4 separate regions of the Zea mays genome follow, and regions 1, 2 and 3 are each linked to region 4. The links are chromatin contacts, called in public Hi-C maps. All regions are on one chromosome and are shown on one strand. Each heading gives the region's core, a stretch centred on a gene start, on an enhancer-like site or on the middle of the called end of the contact. The rest is flanking DNA. Distances are from core to core; before and after follow the strand shown.

Region 1 (2,715 bases), core at 117-2,616, 250 kb after region 4:
TGCTAACTATTAGTTTTAGAGGTTTGGAACAAGACCTTAGTTGGAGGCATTCAAACAACACAACTAATAGTTTAGCTATTAGCTACTTTTGGTTAGAGGCATCTAAACACCCCTAGCTAATAGTCCAGTTAACTATTAGGTATACGGGGTGAAAACGGTCGGAAACGATCGGTAAACACAAAAACCATTTTCGTTTTCATATTTTTCCTCGGAAACGAGATCGAAAACGGTAACTCCGGAAACGAAAACGATATCGGTAATTCGGAAACATCGGAAACGAAAGTTCGGTACGAAAATTACACCGGTTACGATCGGAATCTAAAAATTCGATCGGTAAAAACTGTAACTTGTACCCTCAATTGACTTCAAAAATTCACGTAAGTCATACATTTATATAAAATTAATAATAATATATAAGGTAGCAGGCCACAATAAATATATAAAGTAAGAAATCATAAAACAATAAAATCATTATTATGTATTTAAATAAAGTAGAATCAAGATGTGTATAATGATATGGCATTTACATTCTATTTATACACCTACTACTTGGTATAGTCAATATAACTAGTGTCATCTTGGTACTTCTTAAGTTCTCATTCAAATTATGAATATATGTATCAAGAGTAATAAGAGGTAAGAAAACATAAATAAGATTTATAAAAGTTTCAAACGATTCTAAACTATATATCATTAGATAGATCTTGATTTTAGAAAAATAATAAAATTAGTTTTATATTTTTCTAAGCTAAGATGAATTTATTATGAATTTATAAGATTAGTTCAGATTTAATATTTTTTTTGAAAAATACCAAATTTATTAGCGACGGTAAAATACCAAATAAAAACGGTAATTTCCGGAAACGATCGGAAGAAACCCAAACCGTTTCCGTTTCCGAGTTTTTCTACCGATTCCGTTTCCGTATTTTCGGTAACCGTTTCCGTTTCCGTTTAGACCTAAATTTCGGTAAAATTTCGAAAACGATTTCCGGTATCTGAAAATTACTGTTTCCGTTTTCATCCCTAGGTATACCTTCAACTCCTCGTTAGTTATTAGCTGATGGAACCTAGCTAAAAGTAGATAATAGTTAGTCAGTTGATTTCACTAGCAATTTTTTAGCCAACAAATATTAGCTCTAGAATCGGGGCGTTATGTCGGTATGTACTAGATCTAATAGTTAGCTGCTAAAATTAGTTGAAAATATTCAAACAGTCTAACTAATAGTTGTGCTTTTTAACAATTAGCTAGTAGTTAGCTAGTTTAATTTTACTAGAATTTTTTTTACCCAACTAACTAGCAATTTCCTCGGAACAAACATGCCCCATAAACTGAGTCTGCACTGAGCTACTCCTGGCTACCGCACCACGCTTCACCCGGCGTGCACTCCATCTCTCTGGGACGACTACGGCCGCCGCCGCCGCCGCCCCCACCTACGCCAGGTGCCGAGGCCTTCGTTGGCCTCTTCGCCGGTGACGAGAACCTACCAGGTATTCGCACCCCTTCTCCTCCTGCGATGCGATGCCGAGCACCCAAACCCTATCTGCTATTTGATGCCTACTAGGAATAACTTCGAATTATCGCAAACATTGCTGGGTCCGCTCCTGACCCATTCTCTTCCCTTCCCTCTGTGCGAAACAGAGCATCTGAACCCTTACTTGAAGATATTTTAGCTACATGTATTCGGATCTGATCTAGTTAGAAGTGTATAATACCATCTCAAAAGAGTTACAAGTGTATACATGTATTATGACTACTAATTTCCATTTTTCGGCAAAATTATTGGTTGTTCATGTGTACACACATGTCTTTTGCTGGTTCGCCCCTGCTTTTATGCTCCAAGACAGACTATTCGGTACTATTTTCTGTATTTCCAGAATGCATCTTTACTGCTACGTTTTCTGCCTGCAGACTTGGAGCAAGCCTCTCAACATGTCGTGGGCCGCAATCGAGAATGATCCTGGTAAAATTATTTTCTGTTGCCAAAACCAAAAAGTTACATTTGTTTAGTTATATATTGCAAGTTTTTATTTTTCTTTTTTAACACACGTTCTAAGTATGGCATAATAACATGGGTTCATCCTTGGCCCTGATTGAGTGATTGGCCTTTTTTAACTAATTGCTCTTGAAAAGAAGAATCGACTCTTAAGAATACATGCATTTTGTATAGGGGATTCATATCAGTCATGCTGATTGATGATTGCCTAACGTCATTTTATTCTCATTGGATGTTGATACTATTGGTTTGGACCAACCTGCAGTAGCAGTGTTTCATACTGCATTACAAAGATAAGCTTTTCATAACAGTACTACATGCAAGTTGCAACCTGCTTTAGTAAGGTTAGAAAATTGGGATGTATATGCCTGCTTGCATTCACCTGTTGCACCTTAGGAAGAGCGCCCATGTCTTTTGGGACAGCGAAGTAATACAATGATATAATTCTCAAATTCGAATTCATAGAATTTCTGCATTTTTTTGTGACATCTCGGAGTAACACAATAGTCATTTTCAATTTAGAATTCCATGTATTTCTGCCTTTTCATATTGAGCTGTCACAGAAACTCTTGTCTCTGGCATTTGCAATGGAGTGGGAGGAAAACAAAATTCTAGAACCTAGACCTCCCTTTCTCCATGTACTATACACTTTGAACTGGCCCACACTGTTATCTTTTTTCTCGCCTTGTAACTGCTTGCCCCTTTTTTTTGGCAAAGGAGA
Region 2 (2,700 bases), core at 160-2,659, 170 kb after region 4:
GACTCCATGATCTAGTCGAAATTAGTTTCTTCAGAACTCCTAGAGCTTTTTTTTAAAGAAAAGGCTATAATGGAAAAATACGGGTGGTGGTCCCTTTCGGGAGGAAGAATTACCAGAGTACCAAACCAGCTGTGTCCTGTGAGCTGGTTTGGTATGTGAGGTGTGGCATGAAAAAAATACGGGCCGGCCGGGGCGGCCGGCTGATTCGAATCGAAGAAAAAAAGAGCGGCAGTGCAGAGCAGACTCGTGTGTCGATTAGGGATGAAAACGGGACGGGTACCCGGAACGGGTATCGGATACGGGTACCAAAACGGGACGTAATTTCGGATACGGATACAGGTATTTTGTTTGTCGGGACGGATACGGGTATTACCCGGATATTGAACCTCGGATACGGGTAGGATACGGAATCACTAATACCCGGTCAGTACCCGAAAATCCCGGGTCGGATACGGGTACCCGGAATTCGGGTACCCGTTTTTTCTTTTTCTGCATAATATAGTTATAAAATCATAACTTTTACATATGAAATCGGATGAAGATAAAGTTTATATGAAAATTGTAGAGCTTGAAGAGATCTATGACTTTGTAATACATCATGTTTTTGTTTAAACAATATTTTAATGATTTAATTGTATTTTGATGATTTTCTATGACAAGAAATTAATAATACATAAATAGCCTCAAAAAATTGTGAAATTTTACGGAGATACAACGTATGTCCATATGTAACCATAAAAAATGTTTGGATCATAAGATCTATAAGATGCCCACATTTCTTTCCTTTCACTTATTTGTATGAGTTACATGTGAAATTAGTGTAAGTATCCAAGTTTCAATATAATCAGTACTTCACTTTATCATTTTCATACGAGGACTTGAGTTATCTTCATATAAAATGTTTATTAGTTTTTGTAACTTATTTGCAAATTTTTAGAACTAGAATATTTTATGAATTTTAAATATTGCGGTGTTGGTTCTACAATGTTCTTGTGATAAGCAACTTTGAACTGCATGATGTCAATTTTACCGGTTTCCTTTCTTACATCTGATGTATCATATACATGATTATGTATTGCTTAACTTATGGATGGTTGGACAATTAATATCATCGGATGAACTACCCGACAATTATCCGGTACCTACCCGAGTAGTATCCGTTATCCGTTTCTTACCCGTCCGGATTATTACCCGGTCCCGTCCTGTATCCGTCCCGAATCTTAACTACCCGTATTCGGTCCCGTATCCGAGAGAAATATATTAGGGTAGGATACGGGATGACCCTATATCCGGCTGTATCCGTCCCGTTTTCATCCTAGTGTCGATCGCGTCGCGTGGTAACCATGAAGGCCGCGCGGCAGGCCATAAATGTGCACCTCCTCCGATCCGGGTCCTCCCAACCGAACCATCTACCACCTCCATCGCTTTTCTCCACCTCCAAGGCTCCAATTCAATTCCATCGCGCTGTCGTCTTCGTTGCCCGGTCGCCATTTTTTCCTCCTGATTTCTTCTTTTTCTTCCCTCACTATATGGTCAGGCCTCTGCCTGTCCCTCTCGTGTCGTGCCGTTGTGCGGTGCTCGATCCTGCCCGTCGCCTCTCCGGCCACCGCTGAGAAGATCCACCATTAAATGCCTGATCCACCCACCTCCTCCTCCTGGCTTCCCTATATCACTCACCCATCCACCTCGCTTCGACCTCACCTCACAGACTCCTCACACTTAGTACTGTTAGCCAGGAACAAGCCCCAGCAGCAGCAGCAGCAATGGCCGTGGAGAACGGCAGCGCCGACGAGGCGGCGGCGGTGACCGTGACCGTGACCGGCGCCCGCACCGTGGCGCCGGCCAAGAACCGCTGCACGCTCGCCACCTTCGACCTCCCCTACATCACCTTCTACTACAACCAGAAGCTGCTCCTGTACCGCGCCGCCCCCGACTTCCCGGACGCCGTGGCGCGCATGACGGCCGCGCTCGCCGACGCGCTCCGCGTCTTCTACCCGCTCGCCGGCCGCATCCGCCAGGACGACGGCGGCGCGCTGGCAGTCGAGGGCGACGAGGGCGCCGAGGTCTTCGAGGCCGAGGCCCAGGGCGTCGCCGTCGACGACCTCGCCGGAGGGGACTGCAGCGACGAGGCGGAGAAGGTCTTGCAGCACCTCGTGCCCTACACCGGCGTCATGAACCTCGAGGGCCTCCGCCGCCCGCTTCTCGCCGTCCAAGTGAGTGCCGTTGTATTGTAGTATTTCCGAGATCTTTCGGTCGCGCTATGGATCACAGCATGCAAACAGGATAAACTTGACACGCCATTCCCATTAATTATCAGTTGCGTGACGCCTTGTTCAAAATCGAAACGTACAAATCCCTTACATTCTTCATGATGTCATGTTAACACAGCAAACAGGATAAACTTTAAAAACATAGTATTTTTTTTAAAAAAAACAAATTTACGATTTTAGACAATGCATACATCATCTTGCTCCGATCCACATTAATCTCCACAGTAAATGAGTCTTGAATGTCAACCTACCCACTGTATACTGGCAGATGGAAGTAATGCATTGCTGGTACCAAGTACCCCAACAGCGGCTGCCTGTACAGTGCACATAAACCATTGGCCAGGCAACATAAGTCATCTTGTTTTTACAGCGATGCGTTTGCATGCATGCAGTTCACAAAGCTCAAGGACGGTCTGGCGGTGGGGTGCGC
Region 3 (2,700 bases), core at 7-2,506, 190 kb before region 4:
TTTTTAAAAAAAAAAACTCGTCCAGTAGGGGAAAGATATTAGTTACTTTTAACAAATTAGCTAATAGTTGACTAGCTATTTGTTAGCCAGCTAATTCCACTAACAAATTTTTAGCCAACTAAGTATTAGCTCTAGTGCATTCAAACAATCCATTAAACACTCTATCAGAGCAAGCCGTATATCACCCAGGATAAGCTGTTTTGATTGTTTCTTATTGAAAAGTCACCCAACTAAGTTACAGATTTTGAGGGAGGGAGTCTCGTTTCACAGCAGGTCATATGCTGAACAGCGCATAAGCAGCTTCTCCATGCTAAGCAGGGTCGACCACAATAAGACGCAGGCAATGATAGACATCTAGTTGTCAGACACTGAAGTTCATACCCTGTTTGGCACACCTATTTCATAGCTTCTTTATAAATTTAAACAGAAGTTATACCAAATAAAAACACTTCTGATGAACTAAGGGCAAATAATAAGCAAGCTGCTTTTCACGAGCTTCTCAGCTGCTTTTCCAACAAACTGCAAACAGCAGTTGTACCAAACAGGACATGTCAATGTGCCATACTATATACGTGTCTGATGAAGTATATTGTCGAGCATGTGTTGGGCGTAGCCGATGTCAAACTAGCACCAACACAGCATCATTGGACAGCAATGCCACCGTAAGAGTGAAGCTACCTCCAGCAGCTCTTCTATCATATTTCCTATCTCACCTCTTATTTCAAAATGCTATCTACAGTATTTTGCGAGAAATTTGCTGTTTTGCCACTCTCAAATTTGACTGTCTGTTATTATGCCATCCCGTGTCTATGACTGGTAGGACCGTCTGTGTCTATGATTTGTGGGTCCGATAGCATACTGACGAAGCCCACAAATGATAATGGCAAAATTGCCAATGGCTCGTATTTTGCACCTGCTGCTAGACAGCCTGAGGTCGCGCGTTACCTGGTGGAGCGGAAATCTCGTTAGGGCATCGGGGCTGGAGACTGCGTTGCTTGGACGCGAGAGGGCTCCCCCTACCCGCCACCCGGCGGCGTCCATCGCCGGAAGCCAAGGCGGGCGATTCGCCGCGCAGAAATGGAACTTCTTCTGATCTTCTCCAATTGATTGAAATGGGCCGTAACCGACAGGCGATGGGCCCATCTGTAGCAGTAGTGTGCATGCCACGGTTGCCACCCAACCCGAAAACCGGAAGGCAGGTGTCGCAGGTCCGCCCGCCCGCCCAATATCGGTTACGATTTGGGCCCACTGACTCCAACCCCATTTGCGTGGTCTTGCTCCAGAAGGACGGAGGAGGCGCATCAAGCTTTCATCAGATCTCGCCGCCCACCCACACCGGCAGGCAGGCTCCGTCGGCTTCTCCGCACCCGTGAGAACTCTTCGGCCAGTGAAGGTCGCGTCCGATGAACTCGAGAAGGTCAGGATCCTTAATAGCTCAACCCTAGCGAGCAATCCCCAGGACATATCTATCTATCTCGACTGTTATTAGTGGGTAGAACGAACTATTCCGCCTTTTTTTTACAGGTTCATGTCATAACGTGAGCTTGCGTGTTTAGGAATGTGGCGTTTTTTTACGCGAAGTAATGTGGTATTGCCGTATTGGTGCCGAACAATTTTCCCCATGCAAATCTGTGTAGTTTATACCGTTCGTTGCACCATACGGTGGATCCTGTTACCCAGCTTCCAATACCTGACCTGCTGAGTACTATCTGCTGCGCCCCCGCTTGTCCCTTTGTGCCTGGTGAAGTAAATCCCATTGTTCTTGTGACGCCTCAGCTAATTTCCCGGTACCAGTGGTTGGTTTCCCGGAATTACGAATTCAATGCCATTTACCCCTCTTGAAGCCCCACTTTAGCAGTCAGTTCTGTCAAACCATGACCATGAGGAGTTTTTTTTTTGGCAGTTTTGAATTCTGATGGATAGTCCTCATTTTAGTTTTACCCTAGGCCTGGGTTGTTTCTTCGGTTCCATTAATCGACCGCCATCATGTATTGATTTTGATTCTTCGGTTCCTTGCATGTATTGATTACTTTTGAATTCTGTGCTGCCTGAGCCACTTATGAAATATGCACATCCACGAAAAATATTGACCATCATGTATGATCCCTTCTCCAGGGCAGCCAGACAAGTTTTAGTCGTATGTCATTTTCATTGAACTAATTCAAAGCTAAATGCTGTATTTTTGTTTTCTGGTCCTAGATCGCAGTTGTGTAGGATATAATAATCTTCTGTTTCATCCCCTTACTAAGTTAAGCTTGTCTATTCCTGTTCTTTTGTTTTACATGCAAATACATTGTTACATTCAGTTGTGGCAATGTTTGTAAATGTTGTTTTCATTAGTTTGTCATGATTTCCCAACACTAGTCATTTTGCAAGCCAATGGCGATACTATCTAATTGCACAGGCTTACTAATTAAGACTGTCACTGTGCCAGGTCTTGGTCTACTGGTAGTTTAACTTACCTACTGCAATTGCTCTGCATTCGTTCTGTGTAATTGGTGAATTGCAGTCTAATCGTAATTCAAGAAAATTAACAGAGCAGCAACTAGCAAGTGCTTGCATACAGCCTTCCAGTTTCCTCATTAGATTGTACCTCATCCTTAATTTTCCAATTTACCACTCTTTCCTGTCAATTTCATATCGGCTTTGTGATAATGACTTTGTATAAAGTTACCTTTTCTCCATTAATGATCTAAGCAA
Region 4 (2,837 bases), core at 118-2,617:
CGGTCCTGTGGAACCCTTGGCTTCGACAAAGCTGGAAAAGTTTGGAGCTTTCCAGTCATGCCAGGTTCTTCTAGCACACTCCAGCAAGTAGGAGCAAGTGTTCTTTTTGGCTGGTTTGTTGGCACCGTATTTCTTTTGGTTTCTTAAGTTTTCTAACAAAATATTTATTATTGGTAGATTTTGTTGAACTGTAGATGCACAGAGTCAGGCATGTGAAGTGAATTGACAGCATTGGTTGGGGATCGGAGCTACATGCCGAAACCGATTGGACCTCTGGTGGTGGGGTAGGAATTGGATGAGATGGGGGCGGCGGAAACGAAAGGTTTCGTGAGTCGTGATGATGATGGTGTGTGCATGGTACTCCAGCGGTCCTGCCCACCAGCGGAAAAAGGAGAAAGCTTGCGCGTCGAAACCGTGTGGGCGTGTGGTGGCCGCCACCGCCATGCCTCACGGCATCTCTCTGATCTTCGGTAGTGGCCACTGGCCAGTGGAAGCATCAGCACTGGATCCGGAGAGCATAAAGCATGAGTGCTACTCCTGTCCAATAGCAGGCTAGATCATAATCCCTATGTCCCTTGACTCTGGTTTTCGCGTGATGCTGTACTAAGCCGGTGATTGGAGGAGTCTTTAGGAGAATAGATTGTCCTATCCACACATACCGGCAAACATCCTTGATTGGAGGAGTGTGACTGAGGTAGTCAGGTAGAGGCCCTGTTTAGTAAGAACATCTCCAAGAGTTCCCCATAATTCTTTCAAATCAAGTTTTTTTTGAAAAAACACAAAAAATTGTCTCCAACAGTTTCTGTAAAGTGCTCCTAACTTTTTCATAGCACTTAAAGCTCTCATTTGTAGCTATAAATGTGTTTTTTTGGATTCCACAGAAACAATCTGTCGTTTTAAAAGATCTATTAGAGAAATGTTTAAAATCTACCCACACTAATTTTTTAGATGTCCATTAAAACTGATTTTCAGGAGTTATTTGCTGGGAAGCTCCTCTAACCAAGCAGAATATCATCTAAGGCGTGTATGGAGTAAAGTACAGCCATTTTTTTGGGATAGTCAATGAACTTAGCCGCTAAGAAAATATATATTTATATTTATTTATGGCAGTATTTAGGGAGGAAAGAAAGAAGAAATAGACTCCCATGCAGTTGTCCGTTCAAATGCAACGTCCAGAGAAGAAACCGATGAGCAGCGAGCCAGCCATCCTTTTCTAGTCAAGCATCGTCAGCGTCGCAACCGTCCGTCCGTCCGTCCCAACAAGGCCAGCCGCCACCTCCCCAGCTGACAGGTGAGCCCCACCCCACATCTCCCGCCACACTATTTATACCTTCCCTCCCGTTGGCATCCTCCCACTCGCTCACCATCAGCGATCCTTCTCTCTTGAGTGTCCTCCCATCTCATCCAATCCATCCCCGCCACCACAGGCAAAGGCAACCCAAAAGGAGCCGCCATGGGCTCCCGCTACGAGGTGGAGGTGACGGTGGGGTCGGCGAGCAACCTGAAGAACGTCAACTGGCGCAACGGCGACCTCCGGCCCTACGCCGTGCTGTGGGTGGACGACGGGCCCAAGTGCTCCACCCGCGTCGACCCCGACAACGGCGAGGACCCCGTGTGGGACGAGAAGGTGGTGGTCCCCGTCCCGCCCGCCTCCGCCGCGCGCCTGGGCGACGCCGTCCTCCACATCGACGTCGTCCACGCCGCCGGCGACGACGCCGACGCCGTCAAGCCGCTCGTGGGCTCCGCGCGCCTCCCGCTCCGCGACGTCCTCGATGACGCCGGCGGCGTCGGCGGCGCCAGGGTCTCGCGCACGCTCAGGCTGAAGCGGCCCTCGGGCCGCCCGCAGGGCCGGCTCGAGGCCCGCGTCGCCGTCCGCGAGGCCGCGCCGCCGCCGCGCTACTACGACCCGAACCCGTACCCGGCGCCCGCGTACGGGAACCCCGGCGCCGCCCGCGACCCGTACTACGCGGCGCCGCCGGCGTACGGCGGACAGCCGCCGTACGCCGCGCCGCCGGTGGGGTACCCGGCCGACGCTCCTCCTCCCTACGGCGGTGGTTATGGCTACGGAGCTGCTGCTCCGACGGCGTACGGCGCTGAGGCTGCTCCACTACCTGCCCAGCAGCAGAAGAGCAGCAAGATGGGGATGGGGACGGGGCTGGCCGTGGGCGCCGCGGCGGGGCTGCTGGGCGGCCTCGCGCTGGCGGAAGGGGCGAGCTACGTGGAGGACAAGTTCGAGGATCGCGTCGCCGAGAGGGTGGAGGAGGAGACGTTCGGCGACGGAGATTACGATGACGATTACTAGAATGAAGCAGGTCGGAGAGGAGATCATGATCATGCATACGGAACCGAAATCCAGGCAACAAGTCGAAGTCGAGTAGCTCAAATGTATTCAAATAATAAGTGAGATCACCCCAGTCGAGAAAAAAAATCAAAACTTGAACCATGGCAATATATGTTAATCGCCAACCATTTGATCGAGTACTTGGTTTGATTGTCCAATTCGAACCGTATCTTGCTTTCCATGTCGTACGTGGGCGCCTATATATATTTTTTGCAGTATGAACAGAAAAGAAAAGAAAAAGATGTCAGTGAAGCGGCAAGGCCGTACCCTTGCTAAGAAGATCCATGGCAGTCAACGATAGCCTATTTGATTGAGTTCTACAACTTCTATACCTTCGAAGAGATGCCTTTAATCCGAAGCGTGGAAGACGGTCAAACAATCGAGCGTTCAATGCTTTGAAGCTTAACGAAACACTCGACGCCTCAACTGAGAGCTAGCTTTCACAAAAGCGAAACAAAGCAAAGCACAGCAATAATGCAAATGAAACAGTGGTTCA

Evidence for each region. Hi-C and Micro-C count contacts between places; a contact is called where the count stands out from the background.
Region 1: a Hi-C map of leaf shows a contact between it and region 4, with 6 times the contacts expected there. The contact joins the promoter of LOC100191319 here to the promoter of LOC100273265 in region 4. A contact is called at or near these places in 2 of 25 Hi-C or Micro-C datasets (ear and leaf).
Region 2: a contact with region 4 is called in a Hi-C map of leaf, with 5 times the contacts expected there. The contact joins the promoter of LOC100191512 here to the promoter of LOC100273265 in region 4. A contact is called at or near these places in 5 of 25 Hi-C or Micro-C datasets (bundle sheath, ear, leaf and 1 more) and 1 of 3 datasets of contacts at active chromatin or transcription factors (leaf).
Region 3: a contact with region 4 is called in a Hi-C map of ear, with 5 times the contacts expected there. The contact joins the promoter of LOC100285054 here to the promoter of LOC100273265 in region 4. A contact is called at or near these places in 11 of 25 Hi-C or Micro-C datasets (ear, endosperm, leaf and 2 more).

Annotation. Positions count from the first base shown.
Region 1 is chr1:207,529,395-207,532,109 of Zm-B73-REFERENCE-NAM-5.0, forward strand. LOC100191319 reads left to right here and starts at 1,367. Exons shown (of 6, transcript NM_001136753.1): 1 at 1,367-1,488; 2 at 1,910-1,961. The coding sequence starts at 1,931.
Region 2 is chr1:207,454,018-207,456,717 of Zm-B73-REFERENCE-NAM-5.0, forward strand. LOC100191512 (acyltransferase) reads left to right here and starts at 1,410. Exons shown (of 2, transcript NM_001136944.1): 1 at 1,410-2,213; 2 at 2,663-2,700. The coding sequence starts at 1,764.
Region 3 is chr1:207,089,558-207,092,257 of Zm-B73-REFERENCE-NAM-5.0, forward strand. It overlaps LOC100285054 (BET1), which reads left to right and starts at 1,257. Exons shown (of 5, transcript NM_001157949.2): 1 at 1,257-1,417. The coding sequence starts at 1,404.
Region 4 is chr1:207,279,144-207,281,980 of Zm-B73-REFERENCE-NAM-5.0, forward strand. LOC100273265 (Calcium-dependent lipid-binding (CaLB domain) family protein) reads left to right here and starts at 1,368. Exons shown (of 1, transcript NM_001147706.1): 1 at 1,368-2,477. The coding sequence starts at 1,454. The coding sequence ends at 2,302.